Regions from separate parts of the Mus musculus genome. Here region 2 is linked to region 1. Evidence: chromatin contacts called from public Hi-C data. All regions are on one chromosome and are shown on one strand. The core of a region is the stretch at or near the end of the contact, and the rest is flanking DNA. Distances in the headings are between cores, read along the strand shown.

Region 1 (4,692 bases), core at 655-3,154:
TGCTCTATACAACCTCTAGAAGCATGAGCAATACAACCCTGCCCAGCCTAGCTCATCCCTGCCCATCACAGTGACACTTCATCAGCCCTATTAGCACATTTACCAGACACCAGCTGACTTACTGAGAAGGCTCTCAGTAAGTTGGGAGCCAGCCTCCATCTGGGGCTAATCAGAGAAATGGTAGCAGCCATTCAGCAAGAAACAAAAATTAGAAGAGAGCCCTCTGAGTCTGTGTTCCATGAGGAAATCATTCCTCCTGATGGTCCTTTAAAGGAAGGCTAATGGTTAGGGGCTGTTGGGCAATGAGTATCATAAGAATTTTATTAGCTAAGTAGTCATTATTCTTTTTTTTTTCTTCCCCAGAAAGGCCACAGATGAACTTGTTTAACTCCTACTCACCTTCCTCAGCATGAAGCCATTTTGGCAGAAATGTTACCCATTGATCTATGCCAGTCTCTCCATCTCTACCTGCTATGCTTTGTGTTTAATAGGGCTCAGAAATGTATCTGTTGAATATGGTCTATGAAATCAAATGGAAGTAGCTCCTGGCAGAGGCATTTAAAACCACATAGTTAATGACAGAGGCAATACCATGTTCATAGCTTCCCCTATGAACATGGTTGCTGGTTTCTACCACACATGTTTAAAAAGAAGATCACTATGCTATCACTTTCCTCTAGTAATTTTTGTTTGTTTCTTCAAGATTTTATTTTTAAGTTGTGTTTACTTGAGTGTAGTGCTAGCAGAGGCCAGAAGAGGGCATCAGATCCTCTGGAGCTGGGGTTTTAGGTAGTTGTGAGCCCCTGGATGTGGGTGCTGGCAACCAACCTTGGCACCTCCAAGAGCAGTGTGTGCTCTTAGCTTCTGAGCTGTCACTCCAGCCCCCTGGCTTTACTTTTATAAATCTAATTTGGCATATTCCTACTCCTCAAATTAATGATTTTTTTTTAGGATCTTTGTCTGGTTCCCCCCCCCCCCATTTTTCAATTGTAAAGAGCATAAACGTTATTTCACTTTGGGCAAAATGCTATTCTCTGTCTGGACTGTACAATATGTCAGCTCTCTGACATTCTCTTCCGTATGACTGGGAAATTCCAGGAAAAATGACTAAGGAGCAAGACTCTCCCAGACAAAAAGCCAGCTTCCCCCACCCTATTTTGATGGCTCAAAATAAATAGCAGTGTTGAGAATGCTCCACATTCTCTCCATGTGAGAAGGCAGTAAATTAAAAAGCTTTAGGGGTGGCTATGATCAAGTAAGTACTTTGCCCACAAAAAGGAAATGCAAGGTAGAGTGTCCTAGTTTTGGAAGTAGAACCTCGGTACTGCATGCAGATGCTATGAAGAAGTGGGGTGGGCGTGCCTTAGAGTATACTTCACAGTGAACGTATTCCTTGTTTCCAGTAGACAGCTGCCCTCACATTGTGAGGGTTGTGTTTGGCTTTTCTATTGCTCATGTGGACTCAGATGATGTCTTACACTTTCCAGGGCTTTCATTCTGTGATTTGCTGTTCACTAGCTTGCTTGCCTCCTTGCTCTGCTTAGTATATACACAGAGTATGTTAGGATTTTTTTTTCTCTCTCTCTCAGACCACAGTGCTTCTGCCAGCATGTTTTATTTGCCCATTCTCACTGGTGTAAAATTTTTCTTGGATTAGACATACATGAATGTTTGCATGCAAGGCATTAATGTTTGTCTTGTGACCAACCATCTGGAAAGGTGGTATTCAGCCCACTGATGTCCTTTGTGTTTCAGGGGAGCTACTCATCTTCATTATGGTCATGTCTATCTAGGAGATCTGGTAGACTGGTGCCAGTGTTCCTTTAGGGAAGCCTTGAAACCATGGGATGCTCACAATCTACACAGCCCCTCTCGCTTCAGCAGGTGGCGCTCTTTTACCTTTGAAGGTTATTCTCTCCTAGTCGTCTGTGTCCAGGGCTATACTTCCTGCAAAGAGAGAGACCTGAGACCTCTGTGTAGGGTGGCATTGGCCTGTGAAGCCATTGTCTGGCCTGGTAAGGGAAAGCTGATGGGCATTGGCCCACCTGATGCCAGTTTCAGCCCTCGAACAATAGTGAGGAAGACTGATGTGGACAAGGCTTTGCCAGAGGGGCCAAAAGCTCATAAAGTAGGTCATGTAATTGCAGTGTCTCAGTTGTAACAGAAAGAATGCTGGGGTTTGCTGAAGTACCTGGGGATGGAGAAGGATACCATGAGGGGAAGAACAATGAAATGAGGAGCCTGCATTCCTTCCAGTGTGTACATAGTGCTTACACATGTTCCTGTGGTGTTCATATTTATATAATGTGGTTATCATATACTCATAAATGCACGTATTCCTATACAGCTTGCATTTGTAATGACCTTCCCAAAGCATTACTGCCATATGGAGTAATTTGGGCAGGGAGCTCTGAAGAAGGGATTGTGGCTAGAGAAATAGTCTTAAGATAGGAACTACATTGGATCTGAGAAGAGAAACATGATATGTCACATAAGAGCACACTGACATCACTGAGGGCTTCACTCTGTTGGTCTACCCGACAGCAGAAAGCTTCCAAGGTTACATGAGTGCTTCCAGTAGGAAAACTTTGTATGCCCTTTTAAATTTTCAGAGAAAACAACAATTTCTTTTTAAAATCTCATGTATCTGGCTGGCCTTAAACTGGTTTTTGTTTATTGATTTTTATTCTTGTTGTTATTTTTTAAATTAAGACAAGATCTCATGGTGATCAAGCTAGCCTCAAGCTTGCTATGCAGTCAATCATGAACTTGAATTTGTGTCCTACCTTTACCTCCCAGGTGCTCACATTGCAAATGTGTCCCACCATATCTTGTCTAAGCCGTGCATGGGATTTAACCAATTTAATTTCCCTGTACGCAAGGCAAGGACTCTGCCAATTTAACAACAACCTTTTGCCACTAACTCTTTAAATATCAGGCATTCTTGCCTGTGCAGAAATAGCTGTGTGTGATGGTTGCTGCCTTTGGAGTTTTAGTGATATACCAGGTATACAGGACTTGACTACCCACATTAGTTTACTATTGCTAATTGATATGACCAAAATGTGTCTACAGGACTTTGATTTTCTAATTTTTTCATTTTATAAAAATGCCCGTCTCAAATATTTAAGATTTTCACAAGTGTAAGATACAAAGTCACACTCACATCCCCTTGGTATCCGGCTGTCACCCACCGAGCTGAGGCTGACTCCTTGTCATCTTTGCCTCTCCTCACTTGTACCTTATTACCTCCTTATGAAGAGAGTCTCCAAAGCTGTTCTGAGGACAGTTTTCCAAGCAGTGAATGAAGCAGCACCTCAGGTGATGGTGTTAGCATTTCTAGGCTATGATGTACCTACTTTGAGAAGTGAATTCTAATTGTGGTGTATTTAGTGTGGTGGGCATCACACCCAGAGCTCTGTGCGTGCTGCCTGAGTACTCATAGTTGAGCTGCACCTAGAGCCAAACCCAACTTTTTAGATCATCTCTTTTGACTTGAAAATTAGTCCCTTTCAAGTCCTGTTATCCTTCCAAAAATCCAGTTATCTCTAAAGAAACTTTCAGTTCTGTTTTGAAGATGAAAATGTTTGAGTCTTATTGTAGCTGCTACCATGCTTGTAAGACAGATGTCTCATGGCACAACAGCCTTGTGAGATTATTGAAATAGGCCTCTAAATATGCTCTAATTTAAGAAAATGGTATTGGGGTATACAGTATAAAAAAGTTCTGATCTCTGTTTGAGGAGGGCTCATAAGCCCACAGTTAAAGAATCTGTGTGAAAGGGAGGACAAACTTGGCTGCTCAAGTCAGAGAACGAGAGCACTATTAATTCTGGGTGTCTCCAGAGCCCCCATCTCTGCTGCCTTGTTAATTAGTCCAGACCTGGCTATGAAGTCATCCAGGGGTATGACGGGCTTCTGGCTTCTACAGAGGAAAAACTTTGGGCTAATTTAAGTACAGTGTGTTCTCTTTGTTTTACAGCTGGTCCTGTGAGGGGGTTGGGTACAAGTGCAATGAATAAAAAAGAAAATGAAGGCATTCACTATCTATTTCATGGAGGACAGCTCACTGAAAGTAAACACCATTTAAATAGTCTCCAAATGGCCCATTCTATATGAAGTCATGCAGGATGCCCCCTTTGGGCTGTCGCTCTCCTTTAAATGGATCACTTTGTTTTCATTGCGTTTGAGTGCCATTCAACCTTAAACTCCAAATGTGGGCCTCATCAGGTCATGGTTTTAGGGCACATGTGGCAGCCATACCTTCAAGCATCCTGTTTCTGCCTCCAGAATAGTTATCCTGGATGGCTAGGAGAGGCAGCTGTAGAACAAAGTGGTTTAGATGATGACAGCCCAGTGACAATGACAGGGACAAACACTGTGGTCAGCACTGTGCCTCAAGACTTGTACCTGTTTATCCACTTTATTCCTCACATGATTCTGTGAGGTAGGCATTACGATTGTTCCTCTAGTACATACAAGGTATTCAGAGACACTAACATGCTCCAGCTAGCAGGTATGGAGCAGGAACTGGACTCTACCTGTTCAAAGTCAGCACTGACCCATGGTTTACTCTAAAGAAATAAACTTCCATCAGTTCTGTCTACAAGGAAGGCTGACTGCAAATGGCAGGGTCTCCAGAATATAAGCCCTGCTGCCTATGCAGTACTTCCCTGGATGAAGGTAGAGTTTG
Region 2 (4,692 bases), core at 1,473-3,972, 66 kb after region 1:
AAAAACACACGGAGAAAAATCTCCATGGCCTGTTCTTCAAGCTGTTTCACAATGTAATGGTAAGATTTGGTTTGGGTACATGTGACTGAAAACTCAAAATAACTTAGAAATAGGAGTTTAATTATTTTCCCTTGTGAGATTAGAGACAGAGAGGCCAGGCTGTGGTTCTCCACTGTGTCAGAAAGCACAGTGCTTCTACCATCCTAACCTATACTTTTTATTCTCAAGATCAACTCATGATTCTCAATGGTTGTCAAAGCTCCAGCCATTGTCTACTTATTCTATCCAGCTAGAAGATGCAAGGAGCTTGCATTGCCTGTCCTTAGGAGGTTCTCTAAGCTGCTGTAGAATATTTGTCCATTTGTTTTGGTGTTTCTGGAGGTTGAACCTAGGGCTTCAGGCACTCTAAGCGAGCTAACAATGAGCCAAGGCCTCAGAGTAAATACCCTGCCAGTACTTTGGCTTATTCAGTCTTAGTGCTACTTAGCTGCAAGGGAGGCTGGAAGATGAGTGAGGTTGCAAGAGAGGCTGCAGTGTGAGTCCATGAAACTTGGAAGTACTAAGGCATTACAGGGAAACAGCTGGACTCTGGTGAGAACAGTTTCAGTGCAGAGAGCAGATGGCTAAACCAGTTCTTGCATCTTCTGTGTGCTCAGTGGGATAAGCAGAGAAAGCAGAAAACAAGACAATCATTGTCTTTATTCTAAGGAAATTTATAATTTGAGGTGGATAGGCAATAAACAAGAGAACAAGTAACTGAACAAGGGCTCAATGAGAAAATAGCAGGTGCTTATAGAAAATAAGTCTCATGGCTTTCCCTGGATCAAAACCAGTTGGTGCATTGAACATCACTAGAGTTGCTTATTCGTGTGTTAGGAGTGCAGTTTTCAGCAGAGCTGTCTGCTTTTGGACTGTGCCTTTTGCTTTGGGGGATAAAAATACACTAAAATTGTTTTTGCTGGGCCATTCATGAGGTCTATTTACATTGGGGAATTGTAGCCAGGCATTTCTATAAAGTTTTTTATCTGGGCATGTTTATGTTAGGTTTTGTTTATGTAATATAAATGCACGTTTTCGGCAGCCATTGATTTAAACATGTGAAGGTCATTATGAAAAGTGTTGTTAGTAATAGAGGAGACTCCCAGTGGCATGTGTTTAATGAAGCAGCATGATTTGTAAAATATCCTGAGAAATGTTAATGTTTTGGATTCTTTCCCAAGGGAGGACTTTTTATTTTCTTCCACTCTGTATGCAATGGTCTTTGATTTTATAGTAGTCTGCCGTAGTATCAGACTTTTGCAGAGAACTTTTTGTTTGTTTTAAACAAAGAGCCATCGGTGACACTTACTTGGCTGTGGTTTAATGCTCTTGGTAGTAGTTCACAACTATCTCTGCAGTCTTGGACTGAAGTGGTTGAGGGCTAGAGGGAGACTGTTCCATGGCTGTGTTGACTCACCTTAGTGATTTTCTGGGGACTTGCTACAATTTTCAGCAATTTAGATCTGTAGTTTATCATCTCGGTTATGGTGAAGACCAAAGTCTGGAGAAGAGAAAAGTCCTTAGATAAGTCTTAGGACTGTCCCTGGCTTTTACACGTGAGCAGCATGAATCAGCAGCAGGAAACTGTGCACTGACAACATATTCAAGCCAAACCAGGACTTGGGGGAAAACAGGAAATTTGACCAAATGTCTCTGCCTAGTAACAGGTTCTGTGTGTCTTTGTTAAGATCATCACAGCTTGTTTTAATTCTCTTTAACTTCCTCTCCAAATTCTGATGCTCTGTTTCTGTACAGTTTCTGTGTATCCTTCATTTAATAAGCACTGTGCTTTAAACAGACTGCTTTTCTGTAATAGAGGAATTTCAAGCGGAGGGAATCTATTATGGAATTGAAATGTGTCTTAGTCCATAGGCACTTTGGTGTTAATAAGTTGCTAATTAATAAGCAAAGCTTTGGCCATCATGGTGGCTAAACAGCCTCTAAGCCCGCTGACTGGTAGCATGGCTTGATGCTGTGCACAGTGGCAATGCCTGGGCTGAACACTTTTGATGCGCTTCACACTGTCTTCCTTTACACTTGGACTTTTGTTGTCACTTTAAGAAACTGTTCCTGTTTAATCCGGGACAGCTGTGTACAGTTGAGAATGTGTGCCTTGGTTCTCACAGAAATCTGACCTAACAGACAGCTGTTGGAACTCCTATATGAAAATCTCTTCTAGACAGTTTGTGCTACTGCTGGACACTTTCCAACCACAGATTCTACTTGATAATAACCACCTTGAGGGTGCAAACCAGCAGAGCCGTGCTTCAGCCCGCTGCCTAGAGGAAGATGGCTGATATTGCACATTTTACATTTACAGGTTAGGGCCGGTGCAAATCACCACGTAGTTGGAAAGTAAGAAACCATAAGTCCATAGACAGAAATCCTTCGGCATGGTAATCTCTACTTTCTTTGCCATGTAACTGGACCATAGCAGGAAACCACTGGCTATGAAGCAAGAAGCTGCCTGAACCAGGCAGCCCAGCTACACAAAGAACCATGTGGCTCAAGAGAGGATCTGGACACAGAATCCATTTTAAAGTTTCCAAAATGAATGTCAGGAAGCACAGTCACTGGAATGAGCTCACTGGCGTGTTTTATTTTGAGAAATGTGGGGCATGCCCATTATGAAATGGGAACCTGAAATGTGATCCATCCATCTTAACCAGCCCAGGGCTTTATTCAATTCTTCAAGCCTTAATCCTGTTAGCTCCACGCACAAAGGAAGCGCAGGGCTCCTCTCTGATGACTCTCCCCAGGCCTCCTGGCATCTGCAAACCACATTTTGAATTTTACAAATGAAGCTTATTATTTGATTATCAATGTGAGTAGCCGTGGTGAGGCCGCTTTCTAGATGAATATTCTAGACTGTGTACTTTGAGAAGAAGCCTTAGAAGATGATGGTTTCAGTAACTTCCTAGAATTGGAGGATTTTTTTTTTAAAGGAAACTTATTTGACTAAGTGAATTTTAGTGTGAAGCACATCAAATGAATGACTTTAAACCCTAATTTTTGGTTTTCAAATAAAAGCTATTTGTTGATTTAAAATGTAACCAGCACCATTTATAGCTTTTTTTTAATACTGTATTTTAAAAAGTATGTGCTTAAGGGGTTTTGAAGAGTTTAATGATTCATAATGAGATTATAAAATGAAAAGTTTTGGTTTTTTTTTTTTTTAAGTTACTTTCTCCAAGTAATTCAGAAGGCTAGTGTGAAATTCTTTAGACTTGCTCATGGCTGTAGATCCTTTGGCTGTAGATCTAACCCAGCAAACGTTGAGATCTGCTTCCGATGCTGCTGGGAGCTAATCCACTGAAGTGAACATGAGCTAATGACACATTAGGCCAAATTCTATTATCTGCTTTTCAGCCGGCTGCTGCAGTTTGATTAAATTTAGTTCTGAGGGCTCAGCTTTGAAACAGCCAAGGGCTCTTCATTGGACTTAACAAAAACTTTCCCCCAGATCTGAATTATTTTAAACCTCCTTTGCTTAGGGGACAGCAGCCATTTCTTTCTGTGCATCAGGAAGTGTTTACTTCCCTTCTGGTTAGAAGCTTTGGCTCTTCCAGGTACTGGGCTGACAGTACTGCAGCGTCTCCATGCCGCTGTGGCCTAGACCTTGTAGTCATTTGGTTTATGTAATAGTCTCACAGGGTGTTTGCTTTTAGAGGTCATATTGCCTAATATTTGCAAAGGAAAGGGCTCTTCCAATTTTCCTATTGTGCACTTTATGAATATTAAAAGTGGAGAAGTTTGCCTCCTACTCTGATAAATAGTTTTGTGCTTCTGTCTACTTTCTAATCTCAGAGAGATACCTGGCCCTTTAGTCAGAATTGCTGCATGCTCCCTCCCCAATACCTAGCCTTGGAGTTAAAGTAGAGCTATGCTCCCTGGAGAGCTCCCTCCCCACCCCTACAGGCTCTACTGTACTTCAGATCATCAAGGGCCGTTCTTTTGGGGTACAGACCTGGCTTCTCATGCATTGATACATTGACTTATCTGGAACTGGGTAATTTAAACCAGTTCCTTTTCATATTAAACATGTTAGGAAAATCAAAGCTATAACATCAGGCCAGCCAGAAGAATGAGTGGTTGGACAGTAATATGTTTATAATATAAATCCTTCCTATTTTCTCAACTCATGCTCCCCTAGCTGTCTTGCATTTTGGCAGGCAGAATACTTGGGAGGTTGGCCCTGTGGACACCAATTTATGAATTTGTTGATCATTTGTTAAGTAAAATTTCAAAGCTGCAAACAGACAAACTCACTGCTGTTTAAAACCAAAATCAGTACTTCAAGAGATCCATTGATGTAAAATATTCTGGGAGCTGGGGCTCATTTCCCCAGTGAAGCCACTTGGAGGCTCTGGGAGGCTTTACCTTCCATTTACTCAGACAGTCAGATATAGTGAACTCTACCAGAGTCAGAGGCATAGCAGACTGGAAGGCAGATCTCACCAGCTTCACTTCTGCCAAGGGATAGAATATAGTTTAGAACATTGCACTTTCACGCTCTACAGTGCTATGTCAGGTGTCTCTGACTTTTGAGTCCTTCAGGGGATATTTGGGGTATAGGGAGCTTTGAGAAGAGAGCTGGGATACTGATAGCCTCGGCAGCCTTCAGAGGGATCTGTGGTGCACTCCTGGGTGCTG

The links. A called contact is a pair of places that touch in the nucleus more often than the background predicts.
Region 2: a Hi-C map of the N1E-115 cell line shows a contact between it and region 1, with 4 times the contacts expected there. The contact joins two enhancer-like sites. A contact is called at or near these places in 1 of 39 promoter capture datasets (the 3T3-L1 cell line), 1 of 15 datasets of contacts at CTCF or cohesin (the NIH/3T3 cell line), 35 of 484 Hi-C or Micro-C datasets (the C2C12 cell line, the HL-1 cell line, the HPC-7 cell line and 19 more), 6 of 115 datasets of contacts at active chromatin or transcription factors (bone marrow-derived dendritic cells, bone marrow-derived macrophages, embryonic fibroblasts and 3 more) and 3 of 9 other capture datasets (adipose tissue, bone marrow-derived macrophages and pancreatic islet).

What each region holds. Positions count from the first base shown.
Region 1 is chr13:63,044,922-63,049,613 of GRCm38.p6, forward strand. All of the region lies in intron 3 of Aopep (aminopeptidase O), which reads left to right. Among named protein-coding and RNA genes, the nearest start is that of Gm46422, 47 kb to the right of the region's middle. Within about 2 kb of position 1,905, at least 75 of the 459 cell types and tissues checked have an H3K27ac peak or open chromatin away from gene starts, as enhancers often do. A contact at or near this core is called in the C2C12 cell line, the HL-1 cell line, the N1E-115 cell line and 6 more, where this site is marked.
Region 2 is chr13:63,110,554-63,115,245 of GRCm38.p6, forward strand. All of the region lies in intron 5 of Aopep (aminopeptidase O), which reads left to right. Among named protein-coding and RNA genes, the nearest start is that of Gm46422, 18 kb to the left of the region's middle. Within about 2 kb of position 2,723, at least 131 of the 459 cell types and tissues checked have an H3K27ac peak or open chromatin away from gene starts, as enhancers often do. A contact at or near this core is called in the C2C12 cell line, the HL-1 cell line, the N1E-115 cell line and 6 more, where this site is marked.